3 separate regions of the Mus musculus genome follow, and regions 2 and 3 are each linked to region 1. Evidence: chromatin contacts called from public promoter capture Hi-C data. All regions are on one chromosome and are shown on one strand. Each heading gives the region's core, a stretch centred on a gene start, on an enhancer-like site or on the middle of the called end of the contact. The rest is flanking DNA. Distances are from core to core; before and after follow the strand shown. Region 1 holds the start of Bbc3 (BCL2 binding component 3). Region 2 holds the start of Opa3 (optic atrophy 3). Region 3 holds the start of Bhmg1 (basic helix-loop-helix and HMG-box containing 1).

Region 1 (2,806 bases), core at 209-2,708:
ACACACACACTGCATGCAGAGAGAGGGGCTGGCACTGAACCCGCTAGATCCCCCCCACCCCCAAAGCCCTTCATGCTCAGCGTGCCTTGTGTGCCTTTTGCTGCTCAGAAGTCACCCAGCGAGCGATCAGGCACTGGGTGGCATCCCATCCCAAAAGCTGGGTACAGCAGATGCTTGTCTTGGAGACACCCAGAGACAGCACGCGCGCGCGCGCATACACACACACACACACACACACACACACACACACACACACACGCAGCGCACACTTGGGCGAGACCCCTGCACAGCAACACAGCTCACTCAAGCGACACACAAACACAGCTCAAGTGCCCCGGTCGTCCGCACCACCACCACCAACACTACCAGGCAAGCGACAGATACAGATCCCCTTTTCACCCCTTAAGAGCACACGTATACAACTCTGGTTTGGGGGGTGGCCACCCACACCCGTAAACGGACAGGTGCACCCCACCCCGCAGACACGCGGGCAAGGACTCACGCAGACACCCCTCCGGGTGACAAACGCCAACATCTCGGTGTAGGGATACAAACTCGGGAGCCAAACACGAGCACACACACCCAGGCGAGACACCTGCAGATCCACAGCCCCGCACGCGCGGTCCCCGCCGCCCCTCCGCTGTCACAGCCCCCCCCCTCGACGCCGCCACGTGCGCCCGCCCCGCCCGCCCAGCGCGCGCGGGGCCAATAACCGGCTGTTGCTGGGGCGCAGCCCCCGCCCGCGGGAGCCACAGCCTCCGCCGCCCCCTGTCGCCGCCCCCGGCGGGCGCGCGCTCTGGGTGTGGCCGATCCTCGGTGCCACCCCCCACCCCAACCCTCCCGCAGTGGGACTCGGGGGACTCGAGCGAGCCCGGGGCCACGCTCCTCCCAGGTCTCACTAGCCACCAGGGGGCGCGGGCGAGCCCGAACCCCATTGTTTGTAAACAAACCCGCCAGACCGCTGTGGCACCTGTGCGCCCAGACAGGGCGCCCTGAGTCCCAGGTGCTTCCTTCCCGCCCGCCTGGCCCAGCCTTAGTCCCAGTGATGAAAGCTGGGGCACAAGCTGCGGGAATGCAAGGCGACCGTCCTATCGGCCCGTGCACCCCGTCACCTCCTCCAGGGAGCCCTCCGGGCCTTGCCGCTCGTAAGCAGCTTCGGGAATCGGGGTGCTCACTCACCCCGGGGGCATGAACACTCCGGAGAAAGGAGGCGATGGGGTGGCGGGCGGTTGCCTTCTGGAGGGCTCGCCCGCCGAGTGGGTTGCTATTGAGGCACCTTGCTGCTGCTCCTGCTGCTCTAACTGCAGTGACTGCTGCTGCTTCTGGAGTCTTCGTGTCCGGATCACCGCTGCTGCTGCTTGCTTGCTGGTGTCGCCGCCGCCTCCTGGGCTCCCCGCTCGCATGTGGCTCTATGCCGCGTCTCAGGCCTCCCGGCAGATCCCCGGGCCCCGCTCGCTCGGCGGCCGCCCCGCCCCGCCTCTCGCTGGCTCCCACGCCCCGCCCCCGCGTGACGCCAGGGCCCCGCCCGCGGCTGGGGACAAGTCGGGGCTTGCAGTCGGGCGCCGCGCCCCCTACCTCGGCGCGGGGGGTTTCCCGGCAGCCAGAGGGGCGGGGCGAGGCCTGGTCCAGGCAGGAGGAGCAGCGTGGGGACAGCCCAGACCTAGGGTGTCCGGACACACGCTTGACACACTGACACACTGACTGGGACCCACACCCACACCTGAGGAGTACGCTCAGACTAACGGACTGGCACGCCAGGGTGCACTGAGTCAGTGATGACTGAGCCACAGGGACACAAAGTCAGACCAGAGGCACAGATACACATCAGGACAAGGGCCTGGACACACGAGCTCACACAGACCCAGACATCCAGATTATCTTACTTACTGGCTCACTGGGTCACACACAGACAGTGACAACCCAAAACGTAGTTGCACAAACAATATTCAAACAGTCTCCGACGCACAAACCCGTGTCCCCAGATGCCTAGGGCATTCACACTACACTAAAGGCTGACCCCTTCTCAGAACAACTTCCTGGCAGGTTCAGAGGGACACACACTCCAATCCAAATAGCACTCTCAGGCTGACACCCGCAATAGCTGAAGCACAGCCACTAGACTGCACTGGCTGACCCTACAAAACATGCCAGTCACATACAGAAGAAACTGAGCCCAGACCTGTGCTCACAAAGTCACTCCTGAGACAGGTTCCTGCTAAATGGCTTGATGGCGGGTTACACTCGTGAACTTAAACACCTGGCCCGCCTGGCGTAATACCCATCTGGCACTGGACAAATGGGGAAGAGGCAGCCCTGTGCTCCTGGCACAGACATGCCCGGGCAGCCCCCTGCACCCTATTTCATCCTGTCTGTTGTTTCTGTTTCCTTTCCCTTTTCTAAAAGTCATTTATTTCCCTTCCCTTTTGAAACAGTGACCCTTCCTCCTCCCAAGCCGTAGACATCTCTCACGGCACTTGACAGACTCTCTGTCTCACCCAAACTGTCACCAAACTTACTGAGTATATTACTTACCTATGGGTGCCCAGCACTGGGCCCGCTGTGAAAGGGTGTCACACAGCCATGTGAGATAAGACACTTGTTAAAGAAATAAACATAGTCACTTACACCTGTCTTCCCAGCACTTCCAGAGGATAAAGCAGGAATGTGGTTGCAAGGTTGGAGTCTGTCTGAGTTACATAGTGAGTTCCAGGCCCCCCCCTTTTTTTTTTTTTCTTTTTTGGTTTTTCAAGACAGGGTTTCTCTGTGTAGCCCTGGATGTCCTGGAACTCAGTTTGTAGACCAGGCT
Region 2 (2,806 bases), core at 153-2,652, 2.9 Mb before region 1:
TGGCCCAGGCAGAAGCTCCACCAAAACCCAAAATGACCAAGAATCTTATTAAACACACATGTGGAGGAGAAAAGTCAAGGGTCCCCTTAGTGCCTATGTTCCACCCTTGGAGCCAACAATGTCCCTCAGTGGTCTGGTGAGATTCTCCTCACCCTTCAGTCTCAGTTGGAATATTCCCTCTACCCGGAAGTGCTCTTTGTACTCTATGTCAGGTCAGGTACCTAGTGGGCTCTGCCATCCCATCTAGATTGTCACTGTATGAGTCTTGGTTCGACAGACTGGTACTGGCGTAGATAGACCCTGTTGTTTTATAAGCAGGGTCAGCTCAAAACAAACACTCATCATATCATTTATAAGCTACATGGGGCGTTGGACAAACATGAACGGTAGTTCTCGGTAAATTACAAAGACTTCCCCCTCGTCTCTGCTTTACAGAGATCAGTCTTTTCTAGGAGCACACATCTGGTGCGTTTGCGAAGCAAGTGAGGTCTTTGCTCAGGAGACTCCCTTGGCTCACCCGGCTGCTCTAAACTCGAGTCTGCCTACAGTTCCTGACATAATGCGGACATATTAGGACCGTATCTTTCCCAGTGTCGGGCTAAGAAGCCTGCACGGTGCGGCTACCGAACGAAAAGGATCGGTGTGAGGAAACTCATAAATAAACGGAAGGACGCCCATTCTGGGTTCATCCTTTTGCCAGGTCGCAAGATTCCAACACTATCACGACCCTAACTCAGTGTAAAACTAACGCACAAGCTCTGTGCTCTAAACCCAGGGTGATACGCAAATCACCCACAGGGCCGAAGGGAAACTGAGGGACAAACTGGGGTTTCTGTAGTCAAGTGTCTCTCTTAAGGATGGCTCCGAAGCGGATCGCTAAGGGGACTTCTTCTCGGTCCCGCCCCTAACTTCTGACAATAAGCTCCACCCTGGTGTTTCTCACACCTCATCCTATTGGCTGGTGTAGACGTCAACCGCCAGAAGCCCTCTTCTCTATTGGCTTGCATTCCAAACTCGCGCGGTGACGCCCCTGACTGCTCTCCCTTCTTCCCTATTGGGTCAGTGACACGCCCCTCTAGCAGAAGCCATCCTCATTGGCTATAGCGTTTTGCCGGTTCGCGCCGGGATTGGTCAAGCACAGACGCCGTTCCCCTGAACTAGAAAGATCGGGAATGGAAGGGCTAGAGGCCTTGGGGTGAGACTCACGCTGGGCTGGCGGTAGGCAGATGTAGGTCTTGAAGAACTCGCTGCGGCGGGCAGCATCCTTGATACGGTTGGCCAGCGGCTTGCTAACCTGCCGGATGCCCAAGTAGAACAGCTTCGCCATGGGGAACGCGCCCACCACCATCTCGGCGGCCGCCCTGGGGCACGCGCAACCTTGCTGACTGGGCGGGGCGCCGCCGACCTCGCCGTTCCTCCCCCACCCGCCCGTGGGCCGTGCGTGCTTGCGTAAGGAAGGACTTGCCTACGTGCCTACGTAGGAGCGTGCGTTTGCACGCTCGCGGCGGAGGTGGTGGGGAGGGTGTTTGTCTGCTGGGGGGGGGGCGGGCGCTCGTGACGTCGCCGCGTCGACGCCTCGACGTCCGTACGTTGGGTATGCAAATGTGCGGCGGAAGTGAAGCGTCAGAGGGCGGTGCCGTTAAACGGCCGCTCGTGGGAGCGTGGCCGGAGCCCTAGTCCCGACGTACTGACGTCACCGCGTCTTGCGTGATGTCACGTACTGAGTCGATTTCCCTGCCCATAGGAGGCGCCTGGTGAGTCCCAATTAAGTCTAAAGAGTCGGGGTGCGCCTTCCCGGCGGTTAGTGCCCTCGCCGGGGAGGGGAGCGAGTCAGCGCGTAGTCATACAGACCTGCCGCTTTACTCACTCTCTGAAGTTGGAGGAGTGACTCAACCCTTCAGGAAATCGGTTCGTTCTTTTTTTGTTGTTGTTTTTTTTCCCCTAATTGTTTTTAAAAGCCGGTCTCGTGTAACCCAGCCTGGCTCCGAACTCAATGTGTAGCCTACGCTGTCCTTGGAACTCCTGATCCTCCTGTGTCTGTGCCGCAGTGCGGTGCTGGGATCACAGCCCTGCGCTACACGGCCCAGCATTGATGTCAGCATCCCCGTGAGCAAAATGTCACACATAACAGTACCTGTCTTGTGTTTTCTGTGTTGTGAGGCTTGTGTCTCTGAACCCCAAGGCATTTCCCATCTTAGGAGGGGGGCTCCACCACTGAGCAAAAGACTCCAGCTCCTCCCAGGGGGGAGGGGGTTAGGCGGTGACTCTATCGCTGCGCCATGCTCACTGAGTGGCTCTACTAGTCAGCTTTGTGTGTGAATCCTGAATGTAAAACACAGGAAGTAACTACATGTAGAGCATGTCCCGCAAAGCCCAAATGTGCACTACAGCTAATCCATCCTTTTCCCAAGTAACCGAGTGAAAGACTGAGGGTCCCATAAGAACGGGGTGACACGGGGCTTCTCAGCCACCACATTGCCTAATATCACTGGTTCTCAAGCAGCCTGACTTCCTCCTTTGGAGGGTAAGGGTCCCCAGGGAGCTGGCTCAGGAAGGAACTTTAAGGACATGTCCCAGACTGTCCTCCCTTACCCAGCAGGGAGCAAAATCATATAAACAAAGTCAAGACTTAGTTGAGAGAAATTCCTGGATGGTGGCGTGAGGATGGGTAGTTGGGGACGGGAAGGGACCGGAAGGCAAAGGAGCAGAGGGGTCGTGGCTATCAAGAGAAAAAACTGGTGACACATAGCCAAGGGACCCCGGACTTTCCCATCAGTGCCTTTGGTCAAGTCCTCGCATCAGGGGA
Region 3 (2,806 bases), core at 159-2,658, 2.8 Mb before region 1:
AGAGACAGAAACTCTAATTACCAGGAGGCTAAGGGCACACTAAAATACGCAGGCGCAGAAAATTCTCCCGCGAGGGTATCTGGGAAATAGAGTCCAGCCGCCTCCATTTTGGCCCGAGGCCCTTGAAAAGAGAATCGAGGCTACTTCAAAGGGACGTTAGCGAGGGATGAAGAGTTTAGGAAGAACAACTTTATTGATTTATCATGTTAGTTGACAAATAATTAATAATATATGAGTTTTCCCAAACTTTCTCTCCCATTTCTCACCTTCATCTCACTCCCCACACTTGCCTACCACCACCTCCTAATTGGCAAATAAAGAAAACAAGATATCGAAGTGAGGAAAAGCCCAGGCACTATGTTCACATCACAGGTAGAACAGAGCCTCCAGAAGGGCAGGAATCTTGGCAGCATTTCCAAAATGTACGGTTTGAATCTGCCGTGGTGGCACACACTTTTAATCGCACCATTTTGGACGCCGAGGTTAGTGTACCTCTGTGAGTTTGAGACTAGCCTGGTCAAGGGTATGAGACGCTGTGTCAAAAAATAAAGATGAAGCTGGAAAGACTACTCAGAGGTTAGGAAGACATCGCTCTTGCAGAGAATTTGCATTTGCCCCTGAAGATGCCCCTAGAAGCCCCTGTCTAAAACTCCAGCTCTAGGGGCATCTGATGCCTCTGGCATCTGGGGACACCTGCGTGCAGTATTCCTCCCCCCCACCCCCCCAACATGTATACCTAGTTAAAACTAAAATGCTTTTTAAAAATAAATTGTGTAGTTTGTAACCTGAGTTACAAGGTAGTGCATTCCTTGCGTTCCAGACAGACCTGAGACAAAACGGTTACAAGTAGTAGGCAAGCCTGGGCTATATAGCAAGACTGGATCCACACTCAGACACTAAAGGTTACTTTGTTTGCAGCTACAGGAACTGGCATTTCCATGGGGTCTACAAAGCCTCGTTTCAGGGAAAGGTGGCGAAGTTAGCCGCCTGAACAAGGTACTTGACACACAGTGGTCTTTAAGCAGATGCGCCCTAAAGCGAAAGGGTCGGATGGGGACACAGGAGGGCCAGCAGGGGGAGTACAGACACCTCGCGCTTGCGGACACCTGGCAAATCCTGCTGGGGTCTGAGGTAAATAGGTCAGGGGGCGGGGCAAAACAGAGGGCGTGGCCTGAGGAAAGGGCGGGTAATGGAGCAAGAGCTGATTGGCTGATGCTGCGAGCGCGGGAGCGGGAGCACGTGTCGGAGCTGTGGCCCGTGCCCTGCCCCGGGTGCGCGTGCGCACTCGCCGCACTGCCCTTTTCCAACGCTCCTCTGCTCGTGCCTGGCACCGCGTGGCGGGAACGTGGAGGGGGCGTGGCCTCGCCTCAGGCGCTCTGGTGCCTTCGCGCCACAGCCTCGCGCCCTGCCATTCTTCGCTCGGTCTGCGCGTCGGGAGGCACGCGGTCTGCATCCCTGGGACCCCGCGAGCCGCGGGAGCCGCGCGAGCCGCTGCCGGAGCCTTCAGACTGTCGAAGCGTGAGCCCAGTGCCAAAGCAGAAGTCGAGGCTTAACGCCATATTGCAAATCTTGAGGTGAGTGCTGGTGACCAACGGGTGTGGGGCGGCAGACGCCCTGGCTCTAGCTGGCTTGAGGTAGCGGGGAGATGGTGAGGAGTCGTCAGAGTCACACCCTGCGGCCGTGACCCCCTAGGGAGCTCTAGGTCGGATGGAGAGGGACCCCAGAGCTCGAGACCGGTTTGAGGGTAGACTTTGTGTTTGAGGGAATCCAGGCTGGGTTTCTGGAAAGTTATTAGTGGCGTTTGAGACATGGGGTCTCCTGTTCGAGGCTCGGCTTTTGGAAGCTGAAGACGGGAGATCTGGAAATCTTAGTTTGGGGTTCCAGGGGTTACGTTCGGAGGGTCAGAGGTCTAATTTGACAGGGTTGGGGCTTTTCAGTATCAGTGGAGACCATCAAAGCAGGAAAATAGGCTCTGGAGTGGGCACGGCTTGGGTCTTTGAGAATTAATTTTAAAGCCTGGAGTCGTCGTGCTACTCATTGCGTATAGGTGTCAATTTAGGGTTCCAGGTCTCAGTGGGATGCATGCGTGAGGTCTAAGTTTTCTAAGAAGGAAATCACAATGTGAGGATCTGAAGGGACAGTTTTAGAGTTTAGAGATATTTATTGTAGGACATGAAACACATTTTTAAAAATTATTTTTTCGAGGCTGGAGAGATGGCTCAGTGGTTAAGAGCATTCACTGCTCTAATGAAGGTCCTGAGTTCAAATCCCAGCAACCACATGGTGGCTCACAACCATTTGTAGTGAGATCTGGTGTCCTCTTCTGGGGTGCCTGAAGACAGCTACAGTGTACTTACATATAATAAATAAATAAATCTTTTTAAAATTTTTTTTTCACTTTACATCCCAATATCAGCCCTCCTCTCCTCTCAGTCCCTCCTACCCCTCTGGTAGGTCCTCCCCCAGTGCCCCTCTCCTTCTCTTCTGAGAAGGGGAAGCACCCCTTGGGTATTCCCACTACATTTGGGGTGGTGAGGGTTTTTCTTTTTTCTTTTTTTTTTATACCCTGGATATCCTTCCTCTAGGATTTGGGGTTTTCAGTGTTAAGGCTTGTGGTCTGAGCTGGCTGTGGTAATTCACACATATAACCTTTTATGATTTGGAGTCCAGCCTGACTACATAAACCTGAGCTGGTATAAGGTGAGACTGTGTGGGGGTTGGGGGGCAGTTAGTGGTTTGTGATCTTGATATTAGGAGTGTAATCCTATTTGAGGTTCAATAGTCAACATTTTGCACATCCATGACT

The links. Promoter capture Hi-C pulls out the DNA fragments that hold promoters and counts their contacts. Capture Hi-C pulls out chosen DNA fragments and counts their contacts.
Region 2: a contact with region 1 is called in a promoter capture Hi-C map of embryonic stem cells, with 4 times the contacts expected there. The contact joins the promoter of Opa3 here to the promoter of Bbc3 in region 1. A contact is called at or near these places in 2 of 39 promoter capture datasets (embryonic stem cells and liver), 1 of 484 Hi-C or Micro-C datasets (liver), 1 of 115 datasets of contacts at active chromatin or transcription factors (astrocytes) and 2 of 9 other capture datasets (adipose tissue and liver).
Region 3: a contact with region 1 is called in a promoter capture Hi-C map of adipose tissue, with 5 times the contacts expected there. The contact joins the promoter of Bhmg1 here to the promoter of Bbc3 in region 1. A contact is called at or near these places in 1 of 39 promoter capture datasets (liver), 2 of 115 datasets of contacts at active chromatin or transcription factors (astrocytes and bone marrow-derived dendritic cells) and 1 of 9 other capture datasets (adipose tissue).

Annotation. Positions count from the first base shown.
Region 1 is chr7:16,308,235-16,311,040 of GRCm38.p6, reverse strand. It overlaps Bbc3 (BCL2 binding component 3), which reads right to left and starts at 1,458. Exons shown (of 4, transcript NM_133234.2): 1 at 1,180-1,458.
Region 2 is chr7:19,226,985-19,229,790 of GRCm38.p6, reverse strand. Opa3 (optic atrophy 3) reads right to left here and starts at 1,402. Exons shown (of 2, transcript NM_207525.3): 1 at 1,207-1,402. The coding sequence starts at 1,348.
Region 3 is chr7:19,116,946-19,119,751 of GRCm38.p6, reverse strand. Bhmg1 (basic helix-loop-helix and HMG-box containing 1) reads left to right here and starts at 1,408. Exons shown (of 13, transcript NM_001370811.1): 1 at 1,408-1,574.